2 separate regions of the Macaca mulatta genome follow, and region 1 is linked to region 2. A link is a contact called in public Micro-C data. All regions are on one chromosome and are shown on one strand. The core of a region is the stretch at or near the end of the contact, and the rest is flanking DNA. Distances in the headings are between cores, read along the strand shown.

The links. Hi-C and Micro-C count contacts between places; a contact is called where the count stands out from the background.
Region 1: a Micro-C map of CD4 T cells shows a contact between it and region 2, with 8 times the contacts expected there. The contact joins the promoter of SPRYD4 here to the promoter of STAT2 in region 2. A contact is called at or near these places in 4 of 14 Hi-C or Micro-C datasets (CD4 T cells, cortical neurons, fetal cortex germinal zone and 1 more).

What each region holds. Positions count from the first base shown.
Region 1 is chr11:63,645,717-63,651,565 of T2T-MMU8v2.0, reverse strand. It overlaps SPRYD4 (SPRY domain containing 4), which reads right to left and starts at 1,740. Exons shown (of 3, transcript NM_001194675.1): 1 at 1,551-1,740; 2 at 1-1,187. The coding sequence starts at 1,635. The coding sequence ends at 649.
Region 2 is chr11:63,527,655-63,532,975 of T2T-MMU8v2.0, reverse strand. It overlaps STAT2 (signal transducer and activator of transcription 2), which reads left to right and starts at 1,476. Exons shown (of 24, transcript NM_001266927.1): 1 at 1,476-1,568; 2 at 5,211-5,321. The coding sequence starts at 5,218. APOF (apolipoprotein F) reads left to right here. Exons shown (of 2, transcript XM_001115088.5): 2 at 1-452. The coding sequence ends at 403.

The DNA of each region.
Region 1 (5,849 bases), core at 491-2,990, 120 kb before region 2:
TAGATTAAGGTAGATGGACTCAGGGTAAGGATAGCTACAGCTGTCTAGGGCTGAAGGTCTGTGGCACTGAGCTACTGGGGAAGGAGGGCTCTGTTTTCATTTTGACACACTGAGTTAATAAAGCACTTACTGAGGGAGCCAGAGCCCAAACTCTGAATGTGCTGTAGAAAAAGGGCCAAGTCATTGACTGCACCACTCCTTCAGCCAGAGGTAGAAAGGATTTACTCTTCAGCGATCTGGTAGAGCCCCAAGAACAAACAAGTTACATGTGGACAAAGGGAGGGAGAAATATCACGGTGATTAATAAATTCAAACAAAGCTGAATGATAAGACCCCAGGATGGAATACAGTCTGAGAAAGGTCTGGGCAAAGGGAAGCAGAGGGACTGAAGGAAGCAGGTCAGGGAAGATACATCACCCATGGTAGCCTAGGAAATTGGCAGTAGTTGGTGGGTGGGAGAAGGAGGGTTTGGCTGTATGCCTAGCTTTCACAAGGTAGGGGATGAGGAAGATGATTATGATATTGCACAAAGGACCCAACATTGAATTGCGGGAGCTAGAGGTTGCTTGAGGCAAAGTAAAAAGGCTTCAGACATTTTCAAAAGGAGGCTGGCCAAGAGCGTGATTAGGGACTCCAGTAATGGAAATACTAGAGGCCCGGGGGCACCTCAAGCCCTGAATGGGTCAGCAGCTCTCCATCCCAGAGAGCAAAGGCAGGCACCACTGGACCCCGGAAATCTGTCTGTAGCGTGTGAACCACAGAGACCTGGCTCACATCCACCAGGCTCAGCTTCTGGGCCTCATACTCCAGCAGCAGCCCCACCTTCTCTGGCTGCCCAATACCCTCAATTGGGGCTTTCTCGTTGGCCAACATGGTGTACCACTTGCGCTGGGCATAGGTGAACACCCAGGAACGATCATCAACACCAATGCAGCTATCCCGGGACATGTCCACATCTGCCACTCCTATCCGGAACTGCTGGGAGCGCTTCACTGTCACTTCCCAGTAGTGTCTGCCACTGGTGACCGCTGTGTCTGCCAGCACCACTGCCCACTCCCGGAAGCGCTCCACATTCAAGGCCACCTTGGTGGGCTCCAATCCCACCAAGCCATATTTGACGCCCGTATCACCTCTGAAGAGTGCCAGGCTGCTGTGGGCGGTTTTTTCTTCCAATTTGAAACTGACGCCTGCGGGCAGAGCAAAAAGACGGGATAATAACAGGGGCTAGAACCCTAGGGCTGGTGATATATTCAGATCTAAAGCAGGCAGTCATGAGACACGAGCAACTAGGGAAGAGTCAGAATGCCAAGCGGGCAAGAGAGTCGGGGGGTCGCTTTAGTATGGATAGCTCATGGAGCTGAAAAACTCGGATTGAGGAAGTCCCGGAATTTAAAGAAACCAAATGGTGTCAAAGGTTTGGAATCTAGAGACCAAGGCAGGTGGGGGAAGGAAAAGACCCGAGAGGGTTGGAATTGCTTCTCGGAGTCGGGTCTGGGAATAAGAGACGGAAGCCATTCTGGAGGTAAAAGAGTAAAAAGAGATAATCCTACCTCTCTGGGCCTCTGTGGAGGCAACTCCCAATCGTTTGGCTCCCCAGCGGCACAAGCGCAAAGAACGTGCAAAAAGCAGCGCCATCTTGCGCCATGGATGAGCCGGACACGCCTCCCGCTTACAGACTCAGCCATCTGCCCGCCTGCTCCCCTAGCACGTGGTGCGCGAGGGACGGCCGCGCAGTGTTATGACGTAGGAGCGACGCCTTGCGGGAGGCGGCCGCGTTAGCGGTTTCTGTTCTGATTCTTCCCGGTGGTTGATGCTGTTTATTCAGTTTTTCTGCGTAGATGGACGCTGCTCACATTTGAACTACATAAAACTTTTAGAGATGTAGTGTTGCCAGATGCTTAAAAGTATAGATTTAAAAATTAAACAGTACTGTAATTAGCTTTGATCCCGGCTTCACTGTGTGAGTTTGGGCAACTCATTCCACTTTTCTGAGCCTTAGTGTTCTCATTTTTAAAATAGAAATTATATACAGACCTTAGTAATAATTAAGTGAGGATAATCTAGGACGGGCGCGATGGCTCACGCCTGTAATCCCAGCACTTTGGGAGGCCGAGGCAGGCGGATCACGAGGTCAGGAGATCAAGACCATCCTGGCTAACATGGTGAAACCCCGCCTCTACTAAAAGTACAAAAATTAGCCGGGCATGGTGGCGCGCGCCTGTAATCCCAGCTACCCGGGAGGCTGAGGCAGGAGAATCGCTTGAACCAGGAAGTCGGAGGTTGCAGTGAGCCGAGATCCTGCCACTGCACTCCAGCCTGGTGACAGAGCAAGACTCCATCTCAAAAAGAAAAAAAAATAATAATAAATAATAATAATAATCTAGATATACATTGGCAAATAGCAACCATTGGGTAATTCAGAGTTGTTTATAATTAATACTAAATGCATAAATACTGTTAATGTTGGTTTTATATGTTCAAGGCTAGGAACGGATGGTTTAACTCAGCATTCAGTTTTCTGAACATAACCAAAAGTAGCAATATTTTGGTTTAGTGTATGAGGTAGGAGATTACAAACAGCCTATATTTAACATTTAGATCTGCATTCCATTTTATTTTGTTTTTTGAGACAGGGTCTCATTCTGTCACCCACGCTGCATACAGCACAGTAAGGCGAACACAGCTCACTGCAGCCTTCATCTCCCAGGCACAATTGATATTCCTGCTATAGCCTCCCGTGTAGCTGGGACCACAAGTGCACGCACCATGCCCGGTTAACTTTTTTTGTAGAAACGAGGGTTTCACTTTGTTGCCCCGGCTGTTCTCGAATTCTTGGGCTCAAGCCATCCTCCCACCTTTGCCTCCCAAAGTGCTGTGATTACAGGTGTTAGCCACCATGCCAGGCCCACATTTTTTTTAAATCAATCCACTTCTCAGGCCGGGCGCGGTGGCTCAAGCCTGTAATCCCAGCACTTTGGGAGGCCGAGACCATCCTGGTTAACACGGTGAAACCCCGTCTCTACTAAAAAATACAAAAAACTAGCCGGCCGAGGTGGCGGACGCCTGTAGTCCCAGCTACTCGGGAGGCTGAGGCAGGAGAATGGCGTGAACCCGGGAGGCGGAGCTTGCAGTGAGCTGAGATCCGGCCACTGCACTCCAGCCTGGGCAACAGAGCGAGACTCCGTCTCAAAAAAAAAAAAAAAAAAAAAATCAATCCACTTCTCAAGGTTCTGCTGGCCAGTGCAATATCAACATACATCCCACGGCCATCCTCCTACCCCTCAAAAAAAGGATTTTAGATATATGTTTTGTAAATTTATATTTTGAGACGTAGTGTCATTCTATCACCCAGGCTGGAGTACAGTGGTTTGATCTTGGCTAACTGCAACCTCCGCCTATGGGGTTCAAGCAATTCTCCTGTCTCAGCCTCCTGAGTAGCCGGAATTACAGGTGCCCGCCAACCACATCTGGGTAATTTGTTTTTTGTTTTTTGTTTTTTGTTTTTTTTTGAGACTGAGTCTCACTCTGTTGCCCAGGCTGGAGTGCAGTGGTACGACCTTGGCTCACTGTAACCTCTGCCTCCCAGGTACAAGGAATTCTCTTGTCTCAGCCTCCTGAGTACCTGGGACTGTAGGCACATGCCACTACATCTGGCTAATTTTTGTATTTTTAGTAGAGACAGGGTTTCACTATATTGGTCAGGCTGGTCTTGAACTCCTGACCTCAGGTGACCCACCCACCTCAGCCTCCCGAAGTGCTGGGATTACACCTGTGAGCCACTACGCCTGGCCTAATTTTTGTATTTTTAATAGAGACAGAGTTTCACCATGTTGGCCAGTCTGGTCTCAGACTCCTGATCCGCCCACCTCAGCCTCCCAAAGTGCTGGGATTACAGATGTGAGCCACCATACCTGGCCTCTGGCCTAGATACTTAAAAGCCTAAATAATTAACCAAAAATTCTTCCTCCTCTCCCAGAGTTCTAACTGCCTCGAATCGTGGACATGGCCCTAGTTCAGGCCACTGTCATCCTTGACCTTAAGCCTTTCTTATTTCTTTTCTTTCTTTCTTTTCTTTTTTTCTTTTTTTTTTTTTTTTACTGAGACGGGGTCTCACTCTGTCACCCAGGCTGGAGTGCAGTGGCATAATCTCAGTGCACTGTAACCTCCACTGCCCAGGCTCAAGCGATTCTCCTACCTCAGCCTCCCAGGTAGTTGGGACTACAGGCACCCACCACCATGCCCGGCTAATTTGTGTGTTTTTAGTAGAGACAGAGTTTTGCCATGTTGGCCAGGCTTTTCTCAAACTCCTGACCTCAGATAATCCGCCCGCCTCTGCCTCTCAAAGTTCTGGGATTACAGGCATGAGCTACCACACCCGGCCAAGGCTTTCTCATTTCAATGTAGAAATGTGAGTAGCTTCTAAGCTGATCTGCCAGCTTCTATTTATCTGCTTCTAATTCAATGTTGGCATTACAGTCAGACATGACACCTCTCTGCTTAAATCCTTTAAGGTGCCTGCCTCAAATTCCCTTGCATGGTCACAAGGCTTTACGTGATATGACTGCTGCCTATCTTCTTTGTTCATTTTCACAAAACATGATTTTTTCAAGGGTTCACAGGGCCATTGCAGTATGATTCACTAGGTGCCATGATTGAAGTCATACAGGATGCAAAGGAAACAAAGGTGAAGCCTCTGATTTAGTATATGGAAAGGTGGGAAGAGACTTCCCAAAAGCCATAGCTATGGCTTGAAAAGCAGAAATGGTTAAGCAAGTGAGGGAATTAACCAACAAGCTGCCTTCAGGCACTTGTTTAACAAAGACACATCCTGCACAGCCCAAAATCCATTAAACCTTGAGTCACCACAGCACATGTCTCTTACAAAGACAAGGTTGGGGGTAGGGTCACAGATTAACAGTATCTCAAATACAGAACAAAGTGGAGTCTCTTATGTCTACTTCTTTCTATATAGACCCAGTAACAGGCTGATCTCTCTTTCTTTTCCCCACAGTCTGTCTCCTCTCACATAACTGATTCTCACTGAATTCCTATCACATTCCCCCTACTCCTACCCAGCCCCCACCATCAACTGCATCAGCCTTCTAACTGGTCTCCATTCTCCCCAGTGCTGCTGAGAGAAACTGTATCACCCATTAGACTGTGAATTCTTAAGAAAGGTGATTAAATACTGTGTTCTTTGTGCCCCAGGGCCTTAGTGTTCCCTTTAGCACAGAATATGTGCTCATTAAAACAAATGAGTATAAAAGTAGAGGGTGGTTGGGCACGGTAGCTTATGCCTGTAATCCCAGCACTTTGGGAGGCTGAGGTGAGAGGATCACTTGAGCCCAGGAGTTTGAGACCAGCCTGGGCAACATAGGGAGACCCTATCTCTACAAAATAAATTTTAGAATTAGCCAGGTGTGGTGGCACACACCTGTAGTCCCAGCTAATTGGGAAGCTGAGGCACAAGGATTGCTTGAGCCCAGGAGGTTGAGGCTACAGTGAACCTGGACAACAAAGCAAGACCCTGTCTGAATTAAAAAAAAAAAAAAAAGTTTTGTTCCCACATTTTTTGGAGTGCAGTGGCTCATTCTCTCCACCATTTTTTTGTTTTTTCTTTCTTTTGAGACAGGGTCTGGCTCTGTCGCCCAGGCTGGAGTGCAGTGGCGTGATCTCAACTCACTGCAACCTCCGCCTCCTGGGTTCAAGCGATTCTCCTGCCTCAGCCTCCCGAGTAGCTGGGACTACAGGCATGCACCATCACGCCTGGCTAATTTTTTGTATTTTTAATACAGACAGGGTTTCACCATTTTGGCCGGGCTGGTCTTAAACCCGTGTCCTCAAGCAAT
Region 2 (5,321 bases), core at 227-2,726:
CAACCTGGGCACAGCTTTGTATTATGCTACTCAAAACTGCCTGGGCAAGGCCAGGGAACGAGGCCGAGATGGGGCCATAGATCTGGGATATGACCTTCTGATGACCATGGCCGGGATGTCAGGGGGACCTATGGGTCTAGCGATCAGTGCTGCACTTAAACCTGCATTAAGGTCTGGGGTTCAGCAGTTGATCCAGTATTACCAAGATCGGAAAGACGCAAACATCTCTCAGCCAGAGACCACCAAGGAGGGTTTGAGGGCCATCTCAGATGTGAGTGACTTGGAAGAAACAACTACCCTGGCTTCTTTCATATCAGAAGTAGTAAGTTCAGCTCCCTACTGGGGGTGGGCCATAATCAAGAGCTATGACTTAGATCCTGGGGCTGGGAGTCTTGGGATATAAAAGAAGGTAGTAACCACAGAACTAATAAATCTAATATCCTGACAAGCTGTATACATGTCTTCAAAATTTTAAACTCCGATTTATTCAGGAGGAAGGCTGTACAGTAAAACGTAGGAACGTAAATGTTTGGGGGTTGAAGTCAGAGGGTTTGGTTTTGAATCTAGGCTCCACTTGTTAGAGCCTCCGTGATCACTGACTGGTAACTTCTTTCTTGAACTAAGATCAGTTTTTAAATTTCTAAAGGAGAGAATGATTTTAACTTCAACGAGTTGCCCTGTAAATTTTAAATGACACAATTAATCTAAAGTGCTTATCACAGTACTCTCAATAAATAGCTATTAGCCAGGTGCAGTGGCTCATGCCTGTAATCCCAGCACTGTGGGAGGCCGAGGCAGGAGGATCACCTGAGGTCAGGAGTTCAAGACCAGCCTGGGCAACATGGCGAAACTCCGTCTCTACAATAAACACAAAAAATTATCCTGGCGGAGTTATGCACGCTTGTAGTCCCAGCTACCTGGGAGGCTGAGGCGGGAGAATCACCTGAGCCCGGGTGGTCGAGGCTGCAGTGAGCCGAGGTCGCGCCACTGCACTCCAGCCTGGGTGATAAGAGCGAGACCACGTCTCAAAAAAAAAAAAAAAAAAATACTGTTTTCATTACCTCAGCCCTCCTCTTCCTATCCCAAGGCGTCGAAATTCCGGTCCCACCCCTTCCCATGGAGCCCTTGGCGTCTACAGGCTCCTCAAGCTAGTTTCGGTTCCGTGGCTCACGAGCGGGTTCTCGAAAATCAGCTGTTTCAGTCTTGGGCCAGTCCACTAATTAGACTCCTCCCCTCGTAGAAAGTGCCTACTTGAACTTCTCCACCAATCGCTGGAGCTGCAGGTGTGGTTTCGGCTCAGCTTGTCCCGCCCCGCGGGGGGGTGTAGTTGCGGCGGCGCCAGTGAGTTCGCAGTCTGGGAAGGGCTTGACTGAGTGGCAGCCAGTGTCGGGGTGGCGACTGGGAATGGGGCCGCTCCGGACTTCCGCTGCCAACTACAAGGGGGCGGGTCCGAGGGTGTAGGCCGAAGTTGTAGGCGGGGCCTGAGGCTCTAGTACCCGAACTCCTTCTACGGACGGGAAGTCGCGACCAGAGCCAGTGGAGGGCGCGGGGACTGCAACCCTAATCAGGTACGGGCCCTGAGAGGGTGTGCTGAGGTAGGGGTGGGGGTGAGAGTGAGAGTTCCTCCCAGGGAAGGGCGACTGGCCCCAGGAGTTACGCCCTGGAGGGGGCAGCTTCTGTCCCCAGGTTGAAAGAGGAGCTGTCTGTCGCCTGCTCGGTTCTCGATCTTCTCCTGTCCAGCCTATCTCCCCAACCCCAATGCCCCTCCCCGAAAACTGCCCTGCAGCTTCCGAGACCCGGAATCTGGCATTGTTGGTTCGGTATCTGACGTTACTCTGCTCTGCATTATTTTTTATCTTCACCTAAAAACGATGTTCAAAGATAGATAAATCTAAAAACAAAGATAGATAAATCTATCGTCTTTATTTGTTTTGTTTAAAAGTATAAGCTACTGAAAGATGAAACATTGCCTAAGGTCACACACAAAATTCAGTTCATTTCAGAAAAGCTTCTTGAGTGCAAAATATGTGCTTAAGAGTGAGAGATAATGAGAAAAAATTGTTTTAGCTCTTAACCTCAGTGTTTGCAATCCATTCGGGGAGACCAGGTTTTTTGTTTTGTTTTCATATTTGAATCTTTGCTGACTTGCTCCTTTAATATCAGACACTTAAATCCTCAAGAATTGGGACCTCATTATTATTATTATTATTATTATTATTATTATTATTATTTTAGAGATAGAATCTCAGTATGTTGCCCAGGCTCGGTTTCAAACTCCTGACTGAGCTCAAGCCATCCTCCCGTCTTGTGGGCCTCACAAAGTGCTGGGATTACAGGCATGAGCCACCATGCCTGGCCACCTAATCATTTTTTTAACTTATATTTTTTTGTATCATAAAAGCAATACAGACACATAGTTTTAAAAATCAAGCACTACTAAAAGGGTTAAAATGAAAATAGCCCCTGCCCAATCCTTCCCTTCCCTTGTTCCTGCTGGAGGTAGAAGGGCAGCTGATGTTATTCATGTTAGTAGAAGACTATACCACCCCAAGCATTTCTTTTTACTTTGTAATAAAATCATGTGACCTTTTTAGACCACTAATGTGCATGAATTCTGTTTTGTTAGGCTCAGGCTGCAACAAGCTTAAGTTTCAGTTTCCTAAATAGACACCAGATGGCAGCGAGCAGGGAACAGTGGGGAGAAAGATGCAAGGCACAGCCTGCTTGGTGACAGGCAAAAGCCAATTCATTGTTGTTGTTTTGATTCAGAGACCGCACTCTGTCTCCCAGGCTGGATGTGATCTCCACTTACTGTAACCCCTGCCTCCTGGGTACAGGCCATTCTCCTGCCTCAGCCTTTTGAGTAGCTGGGATTACAGGTGCCCACCAACATGCCTGGCTAATTTTTTTGTATTTTTGGTAGAGATAGGATTTCACATTGGCCAGGCTGGTCTTGAACTCCTGACCTCAAGTGATCCTCCCGCCTCTTCCAAAGTGCTGGAATTACAGGCATGAGCCACTGTGCCCTGCCAAAACAAAAAAAACAAAAAAAATTTAAGTGAAGTTTCAGGATCTCACAAAGTTGATAACTTATAATCATATTCAAGATTCACAGGTCATAAACGTGTCATATTCTTAGGGACTGAGCAACCCGTTGCATAGCATTTAGATGTCTTCTAGCATGGAGCTCCTCCTTCCTATATGGAGGGCAGTTTATAGGGTGTACTTACCTAACCTCCAAAAAGATTTAGCTCCTAAAAAAGCTTCAGGTGGCCGGGCACGGTGGCTCACACCTCTAATCCCCGCACTTTGGGAGGCCAAGGTGGGCAGATCACCTGAGGTCAGAAGTTCCAGACCAGCCTGGATGACATGGTGAAACCCCATCTCTACTAAAAATACAAAAATTAGCAGGGCATGGTGGTGGGCGACTGTAATCCCAGCTAGTCAGGAGGCTGAGCCAGGAGAATCCCTTCAACTCGGGAGGCAGAGTTTGCAGTGAGCCGAGATCATGTCACTGCACTCCAGCCTGGGTGACAGAGCAAGACTCCATCTCAAAAAAAAAAAAAAGCTTCAGGGTCAGCAGGGATCATGCTGTAATAAATACTTAACATCAACACTGATCTTTAAATGCTTATATTTGTTTAGCATAAACAAATATAAACAACAAACACATAAATGCAAAATAAATGAATTAGAGAGATAGATGAAATAAGATAGTGGAAACAGTAGTTTGTTAAAGCTGGATGGTGATCCTTGTACTAGTCACTCTGCTTTAGTGTGTGTTTGAAAATTACCATTAGGCTGGTTATGGTGGCTCATGCCTGTAATCCCAGCATTTTGGAAGGCTGAAGCAGGCAGATCACTTGAGCTCAGGAGTTTGAGATCTGCCTGGGCAACATGGCAAAATCCTATCTCTACAAAAAATTAGCTGGCGTGATAGCACACTCCTGTAGTCCCAGCTCCTTGAGGGGCTGAGGCAGAGAATCGCTTGAACCTGAGAGATCAAAGCTGCAGTGAGCCAAGATCATGCCACTGCACTCCAGCCTGGGTGACCAAGTGAGACCCTGTCTTAAAAAAAAAAAAAGAAAAGAAAATTCCCATTAAAGCACAAAGGCCCACTTACTGAAGCTATTAAAATACAGGTTGGGGCCGGCTGGGTGCGGTGGCTCACACCTGTAATCCCAGCACTTTGGAAGGCTGAGGTGGGCAGATCATGAGGTCTGGAGATCAAGACCATCCTGGCTAACACGGTGAAACCCTGTCTCTACTAAAAATACAAAAAAAATTAGCCAGGCATGGTGGCGGGCGCATGTAGTCCCAGCTACTCGGGAGGCTGAGGCAGGAGAATGGCATGAACCCAGGAGGCGGAGCTTGCAGTGAGCCAAGATCGCGCCACTGCACTCCAGCCTGGGTGACAGAGCGAGACTGCATCTCCAAAAAAAAAAAAAAAAAAATACAGGTTGGGGCCACAGTGGCTCATGCTTGTAGTCCTAGCACTTTCAGAGTCCGAGGTGATTGGATCACCTGAGGTCAGGAGTTTGAGACCAGCGTGGCCAACATGGCAAAACCCCATCTCTACTAAAAAAAATACAAAAATTGGCCGGGCATGGTGGTGGGCGCCTGTAATCCCAGCTACTCAGGAAGCTGAAGCAGAAGAATCACTTGAACCAGGGGGATGGAGGTTGCAGTGAGCCAAGATCATGCCACTTCACTCCGGCCTGGGCAACAGAATGAGACTCCATCTAAAAAATATATATATATATACAGATTAGGCATTTCTAATCTGAAAAATTGGGCTCCACAGTTTTCCAGTGAGCATTTCCTTTGAGCATCATATGGGTGCTCAAAAAGTTAGATTTTGGACCATTTCAGATTGCAGAGTTTTGGATTAGGGATGCTCAACTGGTAAGTAATGCAGATATTCCAAAATCTGGACAAATCTGAAATCCAAAATGCTTGGAATAGCAGATACTCAACCAGTAGCACTCCCTGGAAGAATATGCACCAAACTGATAGCAGTGGTTACTTCTGGAGAGGAGGGGAAAGAACCAAGATTAGGAGTAGGGTCAACATAGACTTTAATGTTTTCAATATTTTTATTACTTGTATAATTTAAACATTTTAAATTAGTAATAATGAACAATCATGAAACTATGGATGATTTAGTCCAGCAAAATATCCAGTTGGGAACCCTCATCTTTCTGATGCAGAGCCCAAATGGCACAGTGGGAAATGCTGCAGAATCTTGACAGCCCCTTTCAGGACCAGCTGCACCAGCTTTACTCATGCAGTCTCCTGCCTGTGGACATTCGACAGTACTT